Linked DNA regions of Sus scrofa: all the other regions are linked to region 3. A link is a contact called in public HiChIP or PLAC-seq data. All regions are on one chromosome and are shown on one strand. The core of a region is the stretch at or near the end of the contact, and the rest is flanking DNA. Distances in the headings are between cores, read along the strand shown. Region 1 overlaps LOC102160855 (a long non-coding RNA gene). Region 2 overlaps LOC102160855 (a long non-coding RNA gene). Region 3 has its middle 320 kb from the start of TMEM135.

The links. HiChIP or PLAC-seq counts read pairs in DNA pulled down with a chosen protein or histone mark.
Region 1: an H3K27ac HiChIP or PLAC-seq map of skeletal muscle shows a contact between it and region 3, with 10 times the contacts expected there. The contact joins two enhancer-like sites. A contact is called at or near these places in 2 of 47 Hi-C or Micro-C datasets (heart right ventricle and liver) and 1 of 2 datasets of contacts at active chromatin or transcription factors (skeletal muscle).
Region 2: an H3K27ac HiChIP or PLAC-seq map of skeletal muscle shows a contact between it and region 3, with 5 times the contacts expected there. The contact joins two enhancer-like sites. A contact is called at or near these places in 1 of 5 promoter capture datasets (liver), 1 of 47 Hi-C or Micro-C datasets (liver) and 1 of 2 datasets of contacts at active chromatin or transcription factors (skeletal muscle).

Annotation. Positions count from the first base shown.
Region 1 is chr9:21,835,658-21,838,357 of Sscrofa11.1, reverse strand. LOC102160855 (a long non-coding RNA gene) reads right to left here. Exons shown (of 10, transcript XR_002346978.1): 7 at 615-741. Among named protein-coding and RNA genes, the nearest start is that of CTSC, 75 kb to the right of the region's middle. Within about 2 kb of position 1,322, at least 41 of the 83 cell types and tissues checked have an H3K27ac peak or open chromatin away from gene starts, as enhancers often do. A contact at or near this core is called in skeletal muscle, where this site is marked.
Region 2 is chr9:21,777,887-21,780,586 of Sscrofa11.1, reverse strand. The region is part of intron 2 of LOC102160855 (a long non-coding RNA gene); the gene reads right to left. Among named protein-coding and RNA genes, the nearest start is that of CTSC, 17 kb to the right of the region's middle. Within about 2 kb of position 1,311, at least 19 of the 83 cell types and tissues checked have an H3K27ac peak or open chromatin away from gene starts, as enhancers often do. A contact at or near this core is called in skeletal muscle, where this site is marked.
Region 3 is chr9:21,058,529-21,061,228 of Sscrofa11.1, reverse strand. No RefSeq gene overlaps it. Among named protein-coding and RNA genes, the nearest start is that of TMEM135, 320 kb to the right of the region's middle. Within about 2 kb of position 1,313, at least 6 of the 83 cell types and tissues checked have an H3K27ac peak or open chromatin away from gene starts, as enhancers often do. A contact at or near this core is called in skeletal muscle, where this site is marked.

The sequences.
Region 1 (2,700 bases), core at 73-2,572, 780 kb before region 3:
ATGTTCAAACTATGAAGTAAGCTTCATTCTATTTCATTGGCGATGTTTTTTTTTAAAGGAAAATCTGTTAAGGGTGAAGGAAAAAACAAAAAGCCCCCCTGCCCCCAAAAGGAGTATTTATCAAAGGAGACAGCTGCCAGCTGAGCACTGAAAGAAACTGCTGGCTTCTCTGAATCACTTTGGAGCGTGGGGCCAGGGGATCAAGGCAGATGCTCCGGCTCTGCTGACAGGGAGCTCCTTTAGGACTAGCTGGCAAGAGGAGGCTGTGGGCGAGGTGTTTTGCTGGGCAAGTCTTCTCAGAAAAGCGATCCTCCAAGTCTTCAGGTTCCTGGAGGTCATGTGACAGGTTACTTCCTGGTGTCTAATCTGAAGACTTTGGGGCCAGAAATATCTCTCTGTCACCCTATCTTCACCACCTACTGCCACCTCATTATATTTCCTGTGCTTTGGGGCTTTTTGCCTAAAAAAGAATTCTCCCTTGGGTTAAAGGAAATCAAGACACCAAGACACCACCACCCTCCCAAATCCCATACGTGAATGTAGTGCATAGCACATCCCTTTGAAACTCAGAACAATCCTTACTGAAAAAAAAAAAGAATTCCTGTGATTTTTACCTCTGCCTTTCTTTGCTGGTTCCATTGAAATCCTTTGTTATCCTATTGTGGAAAGCTTACTTTTGTAGGTGCCTCTAAATTGTCTAGGAAAGCTCCAAACCTTTTCAGTCCTCCTGGTCCATGGAATCTAAATGTGCAAATGGAAAGAAACATAGGAATTATATGAGGTTGTTCAACCCCCTCAGATCTGACCAGAGGTTTGACTTTCCCAGGCAGCAGAGTTCAGAGAGCCCTTCAGAGAAAAGATGCTGTGACCCTCTTTGGGCGTGACGTCAGCGGCCAGATGTCTTAGTACTTCAGACCTCTGAACCCAGGCTTCTGGCATCCTACTGCAAAGCCCCCTTAGGTTCCTGATTTCTTCTTGTATTAGGGCTTCTCTTGCCTCTGCCTACATCCAGCCTGCTAGCAGGAGGGCTGAGATCAGTCACTTACCCCTGGGTTTGGATTTGAATACCATTATTCACTATGTGGATGGAAGAAGGAGATCGGTCTTTACTTGGAAGATTTTAGACATTTCCCACGCACACAGTCAGAAAGAGGAATTTAAGAGAAAGCCTCAAAATCACACCACGAAAGCATTTGTTCATTTGGCGCAAACATGAAACAGAACTTGGATGAGGTACACCATGGGCCATGGGAATTTATTCTTTCCTGTACCCCATGTCCCTCCTTAGTGTGGCCAGCCAAGCTGTTTCTAACTGCCAGCAAACTTGTCTCGACATCCTGTTCTCATGACACACTTAGGCTGTGTGTTCTCTCTCTTAATTCCCGACTGTCTTTATGCCAGTTGGAAATCCTGCTGTTACAAAACGAAACATGACTCAGGAAAAAAAACAACAACTCCCTCTCTCCCTTCTCAAGTTGCATCTCTTCGCAGCCTGCTGTTGGACTACCCCTGTGGTCACAGTTGCTCATCTGGTCTCATCTGCAGTTTAGGCCAGTAGGGTCCTCCTCCGGAGTCTGACTCAGGCGCATTGCTGTCTCTCATCTCTCCACAGCCTTGTTGTGGGCCAGAGAGCAGCGTTTTCTAATCCTGACCGCCTCCTCTGGGCTTGCAGAAGTTAGACCCAAGCAAAATTATGAAATCTTCCAAGGTCTTTGGGTTTGGCCTTCCCATCCCCTTTGACCCTCTTCTTCCAGTTGTAAACCATGCAGACATATTATGTAGGCACCTAAGTATACTCTCTTACATGAGCTGTAGTGTTGCTAATTTAGCAATAGAGTATGACATAGGCAGAAAAGAAACACACCTTAAACCCTTCTTAATTACCTCTGAAATATTTCTCTCCACTCTCACTACGTTGTCCTGGTCCAGACCTGTATCATCTTTTACTTGCACACCAGCATTCTGACAAATCCTCATGCTTCCTATCTTCCTCTGACCTCTTTATTCCATGCAGTCCATTGCCACCACTGTACTCTATAGAAAATGAAGATCTGACTATAATGAGTCCTCTGCTTAAACCTCCGTATTTAAATGCTTCCACACTTAAAGGATAAAAGCTAAGATCCATAGCATGGCATTCAATCTCCATCTCCTAGTCCACCCCAAGGCACATTTCAGGTGACAGGAAGTGCCCTACATAATATTGCTTCTTGACCCCTCCATCCATGCTCTACACACCCTGGGTCCTCCTCCTGGAATGTCATTCCCTAGGTTCCTTCCTAAAGCATTTTTTATCCCTCAAAGTTGAGCACAGAGATTCTACCCAGGAATCACTGAATTCAGAAACATCCATTCCCATAACATCCAGTGTATAACTTATTCACGGCACTTGGCACTTTATATTTTTATTAAAATGTGTTGGGTTACTTTTCTATTTATAAAATGTATTTACTGCATAAAAATTGGAAAACATGAAAAGAAAGCCAAATGAAATAGTCTAGAGATAGCCTACTAATATTTTGAGCCATATTCTACAATCTTTAGTTCCATGCATAGTTTCATATTTTTTCTCTCTTGCCCCCTCTCACACAGCACACACATATATACAAAAAGACATCCTAGCCCAATATAACATATTTTGCAATCAATTTTTTTTTGTCTTTTTGTCTTATTAGGGTCTCACCTGCAGCACATGGAGGT
Region 2 (2,700 bases), core at 62-2,561, 720 kb before region 3:
GTCAAATTGGAGCTGCAGATGCCGGCCTACACCACAGCCACAGCAACACCAAATCCGAGCTGCCTCTGAGACCTACCCCACAGCTTTCAGCAATGCTGGATCCTTAACTTGCAGCTAGGGATGGAACCCACATCCTCATGGATACTATGTTGGGTTCTTAACCCGCTGAGCCGCAACGGCAACCCCGAGGAGTGCATCTTTTAAAAATTAGTGCAAAATATCTGAATTAGCAGGTACTCCCCTGTTTGTGCCGAAACTCAAATAACCAAATTTCAAATGACTGGAATTTTGGCAAGTCTTTATGCAAGTAATTATCACTCCTAAACAAAATTCAGAGACTTTCACAATTACAAAATACTCTTTCCTGATTATTCAAAGCCATATTTGACTAACACAGAACAACTGAGTCAAGGCAGACCCAGTGAGGCAGAGTGACTTGCCTACGATCATCAGCTAGATAGTAAAGTTTGTCTTGAAATTGAGTTTTCTTGGTATTCAGAATACCAAAAGCTGTTTTTCAAGGACAGTATGCAGTAGTCCTTTCCACTTTTTCAAATTTAAAATAACCATTGTATATAATTTTTATTTATCTATTTATTTTTGTGACATGGCCACACCCATATAATGTGGAAGTTCCCAGGCCAGGGATCGAACCTGTGCCACGGCAGTGATTCAAGCCACAGCCCTGACAACACTGGATCTTAACCTGCTGAGTCACCAGGGAACTCCTGCTTTTAAATAATTTTTAATGCCACTGACAACCTCCATTTTACCTCTTTCTTCTTAGAACTATCTTTAGAGTTCGTTGCTAAACATACATTTTGACTAAACATTTCTATAAATTGCCTTACATAAATTTGTATCGTATTAATCAAAACAGGACCTGTCAACTAAAAAAAAAAAGCACAACATAAAAGCTAAGAGTTAAGTTTTCTTGGGGGCAAAATGAGGACTATAGCCTAGGAGGCAGCATTTCAAATAGCTCTGAAATATCGCTCCAAAGATGTAGGTGGAAATATTGGTATATATGTGGTTTTGGTGAAGGGGGGAGGTACATGACACCAAGCACTCATTTTACAGGTCACTGCTGGTCTCCGAGTGAATGTTACTGCTAATCACGAGGAGCAGACGTCACCATGAAGGATGTCAGTACTTTGCTAGATATGAGGAGATGCAAGAATTGGGTTTATAAAATCTCATCCTGAAAATATCTATCTGGAGACCTGTTCTGCCGGTTTTCCCAGAGCACAGAGTGACTCACCCCTGATCTCCGCCCTGAGCTCCTTTCAGGGGTGTAGAGGGACAGCAGCTGCAGCAGCTCATGAGTCAATCTGTGCAGAGGCAGATGGCAAGTGCCAATCTCCAGTTCACAGACCTGTTAATATGTGCATATGAAAAAGAGCTGTGTGCGGATGTGAGACATATTACCTACTTACATATATTTGGATGCATTATGTTCAAATGCAGACACCCCTTGAAATAAAATCATATGATCTGTATTTGGAAATCCTGGACATACAGATATTCATTTTTTTGGTTGTTTGTTTTGTTTTGTTTTTTTAAAAGAATTTCGTTAAAGGCCAGGAGGGCAGATTCTTGGAAGATATATGAGGAAGGCAGCTGGTGTTTATTTTGCTCCATTTCCCCTTTCCTCCTGTCTTGCTCTGGGGAAACCTCCCACATTTGAAGGCTCTCTTGCTAGGCTGTTTTCTCTGAGCTTTACCCAAATCTGAATCCTTTTTCCCCCTTTTTCTAGTATCACTAAGAGGCTATGTAGGAAAAATAATTTTAGCCTGTGGTGAAATTAGAAGTGATTTTCATACTTTGTTAATGGAGTGATCATGATTTAGGCAGGTTTTGTTGTAGTTCTCAGAAGTGTTTTCATATCAACCAGGGGTGATTCAACTCAGTAACTCTGTATAGCAAGGTTATAGCCCCTCCTCCACCCCAGGCCCACCTCTAGGGGTATGCTTGGGGGGACACAGACAAATAAATGAGTTAAATGATCCCTCGGTGGAAGCAGCTACATTATAAAGCCGTTGTATAGAGGAAGGAACGATTAGAGTTGGTATTATTAGGAAGGGCTTGGAATGAATCATGCAGGTGAAATAAAAGCGAAATTTCAGATACCACTGATGAGCTAGTAGGGAAATTGCTAGCAAGAAGCCAAACTTTGTTCTCTTGGCACATGGAAACTTCTTACAAACAAAATACCTCTTTGCCTGATGTTTTCCATCTGCTCAAAGATATACTCCTTAAGTCACTCAGCCTCTCTCTCTCGCCTCATACTTCCTTAATAGGTAATTCTGTATATTAGTTCTACTACCACCCAATTTAATAGTAACAAACCTCTACATTTCTACTGTAGATCTTACAGCTTAAAAACATTTTCCCATGTGATCCTACTAGCAGCTCTTTATGCTAAAAACTATCTTTGTTTTACAATAGGAATATCTAAACCTCAGAGAAATTCCCGAAAATAATAGTAAATGGATGCCGAAGTTCAGTCTTCTAATGCTAGTGTTCTTTCCACAACAAAACAATGAAACCATATTCTTATGACATCTCACAAATTAAGAAAATCATACGTGGGTCTGAATGGAATAATAAATTGCATATTTTTCAACTTTCTAGTTTTCTTGCCTGTTATGTTTCAGTTTACAGTAATTTTTGTCACATCTTGTTAACATCGTCTCTAAA
Region 3 (2,700 bases), core at 64-2,563:
ACAGGGAAGGCACTTCCTCCTCTCAGATGACGGAGCCACTCTGGCTTTTCAAGCTCCTCTCCCAACACTGCCCCAATGCCCTCCTTTCTCGCCCCTCTCTCACTCTCCCTGACTGTGTCACGCTTTCTCACACCTCCGTGGTCACACGCTTTGTCCCCTCCACCTGGAGTGCTGGTCACCCAGTTGTCTCCTATTGAACTCTGACTTGCCCTCTCAGACCTCCTCTGGGAAACTTTCCTGATTCTTCCATTCAAGTAAAGTAAACGCTCCTCCTTTGGTATTCACAGACTTGAAAGATACACATTTACCTGTGTTTTCCTTCCTTCTAACTCCCCACCAGCATGGAAATGCATCACAGGGGAAGGACTATGCCCAGTTCATACAGATTGAACATTCAAGAAATGTTGAACAAGGGAGTTTCCATCGTGGCTCAGCAGTAATGAACACGACTAGGACATGGGTTCGATCCCTGGCCTTGCTTAGTGGGTTAGGGATCCGGTGTTGCCATGAGCTGTGGTGTAGGTCGCAGATACAGCTTGGATCCCACGCTGGAGTGGGCTGGTGGCTACCACTCCCATTCACTCCCCTAGCCTTGGAACGTCCATGTGCTCAGGTGCGGCCCTAAAAAAAAATAAATAAACCAGAAATGTTGAACAAAGGAATAAGCGAGGAAAGGTAAAGTGACAGGTACTCCAGGAGCTGTGAGACGGAGAAGAAAGGTACAACCTCTTGCTGGGCTGGAAGGAGAGGATACGCTCAAGCTTGAAGAGAAGACTGAACTGTCGGAGCAGTCTCTGTTGGGAATTCACTGAGAAGTCAGAGATGATGGAACGATTTGGAAGCACAGAGAGAGCCTCGCTGAAGTTTGCATGCCATTGGCATCAACTAATAAACAGAAAGCCACAAAAGTCAAGTTCATGACCTTCTTGCAAAAGAGAAAAACAACTCTCCCACAGTCAATAGCTTTAACTGGAAATAAATTCCGAGTGATCGAGTCAGATTTGTAAGACCTCGGGGACAGAGTATCTCAGACAGCTGGGGCTTTCTAAAAGGCATAAAAATACCAACATTCTGTCAAGGACCATGATCAAAGCCTTGCCAGACTCCACTGATGAGGAAGAAAATCCACTTAATCGTATTAAGAAAATCTTTGATTTCTAATCTGCTGCCATGCAGAAATTTGAATTCTGTTCACCAAGGAGAATTAAGTATCAATTAGAATGTTTTTTAAAATCTGCATGGTAAGCATGATTGCACAGTAGTCACTGATCTGTGTGTCTAGTGAGACATCATCAGGTACAAACTCATAGAAACTTGCTAATCTCGTTCCCTTTTCTGGAACTCTGTAATCCCAGAACGTCGTAAAATGTTCTTGGAGGAACCTTGAAGAACATCTAGGCCAATACGCTCATTTTCTGAGAGGTCAGGGTCCAAAAAAAGGGACCTTTCAGGCCTCCCACCTCAGTAGTGGTGGAACCGAGCTGGAAACAGCACTATTCTCACCTTTCCCTCAAATGGTGCTTTCTCTTCACTGTGTCATGAAAATAAAGTTAAGTTATGGTCAATTAGAGAATGATTCGGTAGGGTTCAAAAGGTTTCTGCCCAAAAGAATTCGGTTACATAATGTTTTCATGCCCAGAATGGTAACCACTCAGATAACCAGAAAATACTGTTGTTTTCTGGAACCTTTCATCTCCTCAACGCTTTACTGAACAAATACTAAGTGCTCTAGGGGTTCTCAAAGGGAAAGATTGTGACTGATGTGGGCCATGGTACGTAGATGACGGGAAAGAGAAAACTTGACCAGAAAGCCTGGAAGAAAGGATTGAATCCACGGAGTCAGAAGAAGGAATCACATCACTGACCAAGATCAAAGAAAATACCGCAGTGAAAGAGTCAAGGGAACCTGACTGCCAAATGTGAATTGGAATGCATTTGTTTAGAACAATGTTTTTCAGAGCATATTGCACAGAACGCTGGCTCCATAATATGCTCTATAAAAAATAATAATAAGAGAGGAGGAATTCTGTGTTCAAACACGAATGAGAAAGGCTATTCACCCTCTCAAAGAGCTCCAGTGCACGTTAGCTTATTAAAGGTGCCAAGTGTTCCTGCAGTCAAGTTTCTTTATTTTTTATTTTTTGTCTGATTCTTTAAAAATGCAAAATCTCTTCTTAGCTCAAGGGCCATACAGAAAGTGGCCACTACTCGATTTTAAGTTCTTCATCGAGATTTCTTTTGGGTATTTTTTACACAACACTCTTTTGTTTTTGGGGGGTTTTTTCTTTGTTTTGCTCTTGTTAAGGATATGGTGTTGCCGTGAGCTGAGGTGTAGGTGGCAGGCTTGGCTCTGATCCCATGTTGCTGTGGCACAGGGAGCATATGGAAGCTCCCAGTCTAGGAGTCGAATTGAAGCTGTAGCTGCCGGCCTAAGGCCACAGCCACAGCAACATGGGATCGGAGCCGAGTCTGCGACCTACACCTCAGCTCATGGCAACGCCATATCCTTAACCCACTGAGCGAGGCCAGGGATCAAACGCACATCCCCATGGATCCTAATCGGGTTTGTAACCTGCTGAGGCCACAGTGGGAACTCCCACATAACACTCGTTAATATCCTATTACCTCATTCTGCTGGAGACATTTTAGAAAATCCAGTTGAGAGAGTTGGCTCTCAGACATTGAACATAAGCATCAACT